Linked DNA regions of Neogale vison: regions 1 and 3 are each linked to region 2. The links are chromatin contacts, called in public Hi-C maps. All regions are on one chromosome and are shown on one strand. Each heading gives the region's core, a stretch centred on a gene start, on an enhancer-like site or on the middle of the called end of the contact. The rest is flanking DNA. Distances are from core to core; before and after follow the strand shown. Region 1 holds the start of NUP153 (nuclear pore complex protein Nup153). Region 2 holds the start of NHLRC1 (E3 ubiquitin-protein ligase NHLRC1). Region 3 holds the start of FAM8A1 (protein FAM8A1).

What was found. A called contact is a pair of places that touch in the nucleus more often than the background predicts.
Region 1: a contact with region 2 is called in a Hi-C map of fibroblasts, with 7 times the contacts expected there. The contact joins the promoter of NUP153 here to the promoter of NHLRC1 in region 2. A contact is called at or near these places in 2 of 3 Hi-C or Micro-C datasets (fibroblasts and muscle).
Region 3: a Hi-C map of muscle shows a contact between it and region 2, with 8 times the contacts expected there. The contact joins the promoter of FAM8A1 here to the promoter of NHLRC1 in region 2. A contact is called at or near these places in 2 of 3 Hi-C or Micro-C datasets (fibroblasts and muscle).

What each region holds. Positions count from the first base shown.
Region 1 is chr1:140,009,755-140,012,507 of ASM_NN_V1, forward strand. NUP153 (nuclear pore complex protein Nup153) reads right to left here and starts at 1,471. Exons shown (of 21, transcript XM_044259434.1): 1 at 1,288-1,471. The coding sequence starts at 1,398.
Region 2 is chr1:140,343,468-140,346,205 of ASM_NN_V1, forward strand. It overlaps NHLRC1 (E3 ubiquitin-protein ligase NHLRC1), which reads right to left and starts at 1,278. Exons shown (of 1, transcript XM_044238636.1): 1 at 1-1,278. The coding sequence starts at 1,260. The coding sequence ends at 73.
Region 3 is chr1:139,924,119-139,926,830 of ASM_NN_V1, forward strand. FAM8A1 (protein FAM8A1) reads left to right here and starts at 1,368. Exons shown (of 5, transcript XM_044259453.1): 1 at 1,368-2,134. The coding sequence starts at 1,417.

The DNA.
Region 1 (2,753 bases), core at 221-2,720, 330 kb before region 2:
TTTTTTTAACAAGTTTAAGACACACACATACCTGCACCTTAGTCTCACTGAGAAGTTTTGTAAGTGACTTTATTAAAATAAATTTTTAACAGTTTCCTACTCAATTCCCATAACAAAAAAATTTTTTTAAATCGGATTTTCTCAAAATGTCTCATTTACAGTCAGGATAAACTCCTTTTCATAATTTTAAACACCCCTAAGTAGGCAAGGTGGTTCATTATTTAAGACCTCCCCTCAGGGGCGCCTGGGTGGCTCAGGTCATGATCCCAGGGTCCTGGGATCGAGCCTCGCATCGGGCTCTCTGCTCAGCGGGGAGCCTGCTTCCCTTGCTCTCTCTCTCTGCCTGCCTCTCTGCCTCCTTGTGATCCCCGTCTGTCAAATAAATAAATAAAAATATTTAAAAAAAAAAAAAAAGACCTCCTCTCCAACATTCCTGGGTGTCAAAAGTACCTAAACGTCTAGAATACGTCCCGTAAAATTAAAATATTTCGTGCATGAGATCAGGACTGGAGTCCCGGTCAACTGTACTGAATAGCCAGTTCTAGCCTCCAAAATAAGATGGGGGTGGGGGGAGGATAGAGGAAGGGAGGATAGAGTCTCGCAGCGGAGAAAAGACGTAAGGGTGGAGAGGGACTTTCAAAATGCCCCAGGGCCTAGGTAACTACAACCAGGTTACGGGGGTTTCGGGGGAAAAAAAAAATCAAAGCAGATGCTCTCAGATCGAAAGACACCGGCGGGGGAGACGCGGAATGAACAGGATGAAAACAAAGTTATTCCACTTTCTGTTTAACAGCGCCCCATCCCCACCCCCGGGCGCCTCGGAAGCGGACTGCCTAGGACAGGCCCCTCCCCACACAAACTGAAACGCGGGAGAGTAGAAAACAGCAAGCATACGAACCACCAGCCACATCTTCTCCTTTCTCCCTCGAGAGAAGGTTGAGTAATACGCTCAAACCTCCCAGTCCCCGCCAAAAACGAAAGAAATACGCATCGTAGGCCTAGAATTTCCGTTCCCGCCCTACGCCAGTCTGGGGAAGCCCCTGGCCCAGAGGCGGGGGGGCTGGGGGGGAGGGAGGCGGCCTGAACCACACGTGTGTGCCGCAAAGATGGGCCTGTCTCAGCCCACTTCCCGTCGCCACCCCAGCGGCCTGAGATCCCGCCGCCTGGCTCGGGCCTTTCCTCAGGCCCTACCGTCCGCTCCACGTGGGGCGCCAGGGCCCCTCACCGCCTGTTCCCTCCCGCTGAGTTCCCGACCCGCTGAGACGCCACCGCGTCGGGGTCCCATACCTGGTGCTGTTGTCGCCCCTGCTGGTAAGGCTTAATTGGCCCCTGGTGGCAACGCCGCGTCCGGATCTTGCCGCCACCGCCCCCTCCTATTCCTCCGGCTCCCGAGGCCATGGCGGAGCCTCCGCGGCTTCCCGCTTCGGGGCGGGTAAGGGGGCGGGAGAGGCAGAGGTGGAGGCCTTAGAGCCCCCCCCCCGCCCGGCCCCGGCCCAAAAGTCCGCCTTCGCTGCCCACACACGGGAGCACGGCCACACCAGGAGGCGCGAGGTTTCGAGCAGGAGTGAAGAGAAAATGCGCGCTGGCACCAGGGACGGCGGTGGCGGCGACAGAGGCCGAGGAGCTGGCTCCGGTCCGGCAGCCTCCCGCGGACCCCCGCCTCTGTGTATGTCACGGTCTCTATGGAGATCCCCCGCAGAGGACAGAGCGAGCCGCTCCAGGCGCTGCTTAGGCCTAACTCGACCGCCGGCTGATGGGGATTCTTCCGTCGCCCTAGCCGTAGCTGCCGCAGTTGAAGCCGCCGGCGCCGCCCGCCTACCCCTCCCCTCTGCGCACAGCGCCCGCCCCGCCGTCGTCGTCGTCCCTGCAGTCGCCGCCGCTATTGCGCCTATTGCCGCTGCTAAGGCCGCCGCCGCGGTCGCGAGCCAGAACGCCGTCACTCGTCAGCGCCCGACGCGCTTGCATCATCATACTGCGACCGAGTGATAGGCCAAGAGGAAGGGAGGGCCGGTCGAGCCCGCGCTCTCGGCGCGCGGCACGCTGGGAAGAGTAGTTCAGCGAAAGAACGCGAGTTCTCAGAAAGGAGGACGCGGAAGGAGATCCACGCACCCGCGCAGAGGCACAAAGCCAGGAGCTCCATTCTTTTCACTGCGCTTAGCGGTAAACTTAGACTTTGGAAGAGGCGTTCAACGTAAAAACTAACCTCCGTTCGCTCTGCTTCGCCATCGGTTGGTAAAACGGATAGATACTGAAATCAAAAACAGAAGCTAATATATAACAGTTTTGGTTTTTTTTTTTTTAATGGTTAAAAAACAAGGTCCGAGATCTTGAAGCCCAAAGCGGAATTAGAAAATGCATACAGTTTCATTAATGTCCCATTAACATGTAAGGGCTTTGCTGTCAGACGAGGGGATGGGATTCTGGTTCCACCACTCTCTAGCTTGACCTTGCACAAGTCAAAACTTTCTGAGACTTGGCTTTTTCCTCTCTCAAATGGGAACCATAAAATCCATGGGACAGAGCTGTTGTGCTCATTTCGGTAGAGTACTTAGTACCTGTCCTGGTAGACAAAAAATGCACTAAGTAACTACAATTATTACCCACGCAGTCAGCTCCCATTAGAGGTAAGTGGTAGGTTGCCAGTCATTAAAGTGTAAATATATTTGCTCTGAATAGAATAGAAAACATTATATTTAGGAAAGTAAGTAAGCTGGGATCAAACACTGAACCCACAAAGTACAGAGGTTGTAGGC
Region 2 (2,738 bases), core at 28-2,527:
CAAGGTTAAACAATTCATTAATGGCATTCCAGGGCTTGTGCCTGCAGACCCCAGAGCCCCCACCGCACCCCTTTACCCCCAGTCCGCCTTGTAGACTTTTATAGAATGTGCTGCACTGTCCAGCACGAGAAGAGCATTCTCCTTGGTGAAGGTCAGTGCCACCGGATGGGAAAGACCGTGGGTGATGATGGGCTTCAGGACTGGAAATTCCTCAGGTTTTCCTAAGCATAGGACAGCCTGACCAGAAGTATCAGCAACAATCACATTCCCCTGGTGATCAAAGGTAACGGCCGAGGCAGTTATTCTGGAGGGGAAAAAGAGGCTCAGCCCAAAGCTATCCACCTGGCTGATCAGCTGCATAGTCGGGCTGAACACCTTCACCGTGGTGCTGCCGACCGCGCTCCCCAGACCCAGAGGGTGCTCTAGGACAGCAATGGCCCCGGTGAGCCAAGACACGGCCACCCCGCGGGGACTGCACAGATGAACTTGCAACCTCTCTGTCCTCTGGAGGACCCCTTCGGGGAAGTCGACTTCCAGCAGGTGCAGCGAGCCTGCCTCCGCATCAGTCACCACGACGCCGTTCTGCGGGGTGGTCTCCACGCCCCAAGGTAAGGAGAACTGGCCTGCAATGACGAGCTTGATCTGGCCAAAGAAATCAAACACTTTGATAGAACGGTCGCCGGCGTCGGTGACAACCACATGGCAGTCGTTGGTGACGGTAACATCGAGCGGGTACCTAACGTCCTGGGCAGCCTCCCCCTTCTCTCCAAACTGGTGAGCACACCCGCCCCCGGAGTCAAAGATCTTGACCCGCCTCCTGCCGTCGTGCACCACCACGACCCGCCCCGTCTTGGGACACAGCGCCAGGCCCGTGGGGTTGACCAGGGTCCCCCAGCCTCCGAAAGCGCGGTGGCAGGTGAGGGCCCCGGGGGCGCAGGGCGCGGCGCGGGGGGCGGCGGGGCCTGGGCGGAGCGTCGAGCCCAGGAGCTCCAGGAGGTGAAGCACCGGCAGGCAGTCGCTGGTGTCGCAGCCCCGGCAGGCCCGGCGGCAGAAGGGGCACTCGAGGGCCAGCGTCCGCGGGTGCGCCAGGGCGGCCACGCAGGCCAGGCACACCACGTGGCCGCAGGGCAGGTTGCGCGGGCGCCGCTGCTGGCGGTGGCCGAACCTCTCAAAGCACACCTTGCACTCGAGCAGGCTGATCTCGGCCTCGCGCACGAGCTCCTGCAGCGCCGGCCCGCTCCCCGACGCCTCGGCCCCCATCGCGCGGCCGCCGGCCTTCCTCCGGCCGCCGCCAGTCCGCGGGGCAGCCGCCAGTCCGCGGGGCCGCCGCGTCCGCGCGCCGCGCTCGGTCACGGTCACGGGGCGGGGCGGGGCGGGGCGGGGCGCGGCGCCGGTGCTGACGTCGCGGCTTCAGCGCGCAGCCGCGGGGCGGCGCGGCCTGCTGACCCCTGGTGGGCACGCGCGGTACTGACGCGGGAGGGCCCGGGCGTGGACGCCTGCGAGCTGTATCCACGCGACATCGCGACAGTGTGGGCGGGTCGTCTCCGCTGAACGCGCGAGGAAGCGCAGCTGTTGGAGGAGCTCGCGGGGCTTGTTCCCGATTACCCAGGCTGCACGTGGCAGAGCAGGAGCTAGAACACGGTGTTCCGGTGGTGGTACCCTGCCGTCGTTTCCAGCCCGTGGCGCTGGGTGCTGGGTGCTGGGTGCTGAGTGCTGAGTGCTAGGACGTGCCAGGCACAAAGCGCGGTCTCACAGCTCATGACCCTTAGGATCTAACTGGGAAACGCAGACCCGTGGGGGGGAAAACCGAGGGGGTGAGGCAGGTGTGCCTGTTGCCTTCATCACACCTGCAGTAAAGTAGCTGCTTCATGAATACTCGTAAAAATGAACTCGTGTAGGGGCGCCTGGGTGGCTCAGTGGGTTAAAGCCTCTGCCTTCGGCTCAGGTCATGATCTCAGGGTCGTAGGATCGAGCCCCACATCGGGCTCTCTGCTCTGCGGGGAACCTGCTTCCCCCAGCCCCCGTCTGCCTCTGCCTCCTTGTGATCTCTGTCAAATAAATAAAAAATTTTTAAAAAAATGAATTCGCGAATGAACAAAGCCATGATAAAGGACCATGGAAGACGCGGTCTGGGTGAATGAGTGTCCTATGGGGGAGCCATGGCTGGGAAAGTCAGCCAGAGGAGTGTGAAGTGAGAACGCTGGCGATCATAATTGCTGCAGCACTTCATAATCCGTACCTGCCTCCTTTTAAGTGGTTGACATGGATTAGCTTACTTAAAGCTCAGGACAATCCTATAAAGGACTTATTATTTCCCTCACCCCTTTTCTAGTGTAGAGTTCACCGAGTTAAGTATCTGGCCGGGGGTCACCTGGCCAGGAAGGGACTGGGCTGGGATTTGAAGCCCGGCGGCTTGCAGAGCCCACCCTCGTCTCTATCCCAGAGGTTCTCAGACTTGGTAAACTTGGCACGTGGTGAATTCCTGGGCCTCTCTGGAGGTTTCGCTGGTGCAGCGTACGGCCTGGGCAGCTGGAATTCGTTAAGGCTCCCCCAGGGTGATTCTAATGTGCGGCTAAGTTTGAAAACCACTCACTGCAGCTCCTTCCAGTAAGCACCAGAAGCTGGTTCCTCCAGCTTCAGGCAAGGCTGAAAACAGAGACCCTGTACCATATGCTTGAAGGTATGCAAACAGGAGATAACATGAGCTCTCTAAGGAATCCATTGTGATGCTACAGCTT
Region 3 (2,712 bases), core at 118-2,617, 420 kb before region 2:
CTTCCATGCCAGTTGGTCAGATGTTAGGTTTGGTTAGTAGAAGGCACTGGAGAGCCACGGGGGAGGAAGAGGCTTCCCCTTCCGGTTTTCATGTGCTAACCTCCTTGGGCTCCCACAGAAGGCAGGGTTCCTTCCGGTACTGCCGGGGGGGCCAACACGCAGCAGCTGCCCAGGCCACCCCCTCTCTTGGATGGCTTCAGAGTGGCAAGCTGCTGGCCAAGTGCCTTCCAGAGAAACCACTTACAGGAAGGCGCTCTCTCTGGACCGTGGGAGATTTCTAAGAAGTCCCACTGAGGCCCCACTTCTGTGAGCTTGTGTCCAGCAGTGAGCCCCAGTCATGCGCTCCCCAACAAGGTCCAGACCTCAGCCCCAGGGTGGGGGTGAGGAGCCCTTCCTCGGGCATTCAGTTTCGGTGCTGGGAGTGGTGGCTGCTCCCCAGATCTACTGCTCCTACGTGGTAGGACTTCTCTTGGCTTCTTACCCTCCAACTTCCCTTCACTCCAATTCCATTAATAATGCTTTATAGCAAACGTTCTCCATTCCGATTACTCTGTGGTTTCTGTCACTTGAACGCACCCTGACTGAAACACACCCTCATTTAGTCTTAGAGCTACACGTAATTAAAGATTTAATGTTCATCACTGTCCTTCTGCCTTTGTCTGTTTTTATTGCCTGTTTTTATACTTGAAAATCAGTTTTGTTGAATATAAAGTCCTCAGTTCCTGTTTTCTTTCTTTGAATATTTTAAATGCTTTACCATTTTCTCCTCTTATGAAGTGGTAATGTTGAAGTCCTAGGATAATCCAGTTTGCTTTCTCTTTCTCTAATAAATGTTGGCCTTAGAGGCACCTGGGTAGCTCAGTCGGTTTAGCGCCTGCCTTGCGTCACCGTCTTGAGCACACACGGCCAAGGCTGATTACTGGAAAGAATGCAGGCGGAGTAAGCAACAAGCCCTGTGCCTGGAGACCCGCAGTCGCGGCTCGTCACCGAAACCTGGGACCCCAGACCTCCCTCGGAAATCCTGCTCCTCCCTCCGCAATTCCTCCTGGGACAGCCTGAGTCCACCTCCCAGGGGATGATGTGGGGAAGCCACGGGCCTTAGACTTCATGAAGACCGCGAGAGCTGGCGAGGGAGCGGACAACCTGGTCCGAACAACCGAGGAGCCAATAGCGCCTGTCAGCTGAGACGCCCGCCGCCGGACGCCCGCGTAGCTGCACGTAGCCCCTCCTCCACGCCCTCCCTCCCCGGCTCCGCCCAGCGGCCTGCGACGCCGGGGAGAGGCGGGGTTTCCGCTTCCGGTGGCGGATTGTTGACGCTTGCGGCTGCTGCGGTGGCGACCCGGCCGTTGGGGAGGGGCTAGTGGGGGAGGGAGACGGCGCAGTGACAGGACCGCCGAAGGTGCTGCTGAGGCGACGATGGCAGAGGGGCCGGAGGAAGCCCGAGGCCGCCCTCCTGGGCAGGACGACGGCGGAGGAGACCCCGAGCCCGTCCCTTCCCTGAGAGGCTCTCCTGCCGCCGCCGCCCCACGGCCCCGGGACGGGCCGCAGGCCGAACCCCAGGCCCCGGGCAGGCCCCCTGTCCCGGGCCTCGCGCCCGCCGCGGGCACCACTGAGGAGTCGCAGCCGCTGCGCGAGCCCGGGAAGTGCGGGGAGGCGGCCCCGGGCCCTCGCGCGGGGCTGCAGGAGCCGGCAGGCCGCGAGGTGCCCGAGGCCGCCGCGCCGCGAGAGAGGCCGGCGCGGCTGAGCGCCCGCGAGTATTCCCGGCAGGTGCACGAGTGGCTGTGGCAGTCCTACTGCGGCTACCTCACCTGGCACAGCGGCCTGGCCGCCTTCCCCGCCTACTGCAGCCCCCAGCCGCCCCCGCCGAGCTACCCCTCGGGCGGTGGCGCCGCCGTCCCCCAGGCCGCGGCGCCACCGCCCCTCCAGCTGGGCTATTACAACCCCTTCTACTTCCTGAGCGCCGCAGCCGCAGGGCCTGACCCGAGCGCGGCTACCGGCATCACCGCCGCTGCTCCGGCCGCGGGCCTGGGAGCCCGGGCTCCGCACGGGCAGGGACCCGTCCGGACAGCCCCAGTGACCAGAGTGGGATCCGGCGCCCCTTCGCGAAGCCCGAGCGAGACCGGGCGGCAGGCAGGTGAGAGGCGGGGCGGGGCGGAGCGAAAGGGTCTTAGGGGAGCTCTCCGGAGGGTAGAGCGGCCGCGCTTTCGACTTCCATGACTGCTGCTGCCGCTCTGGTTGGTGTTTCTCTGCGTTCTGCAGCTGTCGTCCGCCCAGGCTGGAAGTTCCTGAAGTGTGCGGCGAGGCTGTACGGTTTCTTTTTCCTTTAGACCTGGTCCTCCGACCTGATTCCCTTATTCCTGGGACTAGTCGTCTCCACGTGTAAGGAGATAACTGTGCTCAGGGGACTAGCCGCTTGATCTCTGTGCTGTGGAGACCGAGCTCCCACTCTGAGGGCAGGGGCAGGGTCGGGGGGTGCGGGTAGTGCTGGGAATAATCCAGACGTGGATTTATTATGTATGATGCGGTCTATGATGATAAATGGTAGTATCGGTGTCATTGGTAGGGGAATTAAGGAAGCTGACGGATATGAAAGGAGATTTCCATGAATGCAGACGGAGTTACGAACCTTTGAGCCCTACCTGATGTTCTTTGTAATATTGTCTGTTTACTTCTGTATGGGAATTAGAACACTAGTTACACTTTTTAGATTAT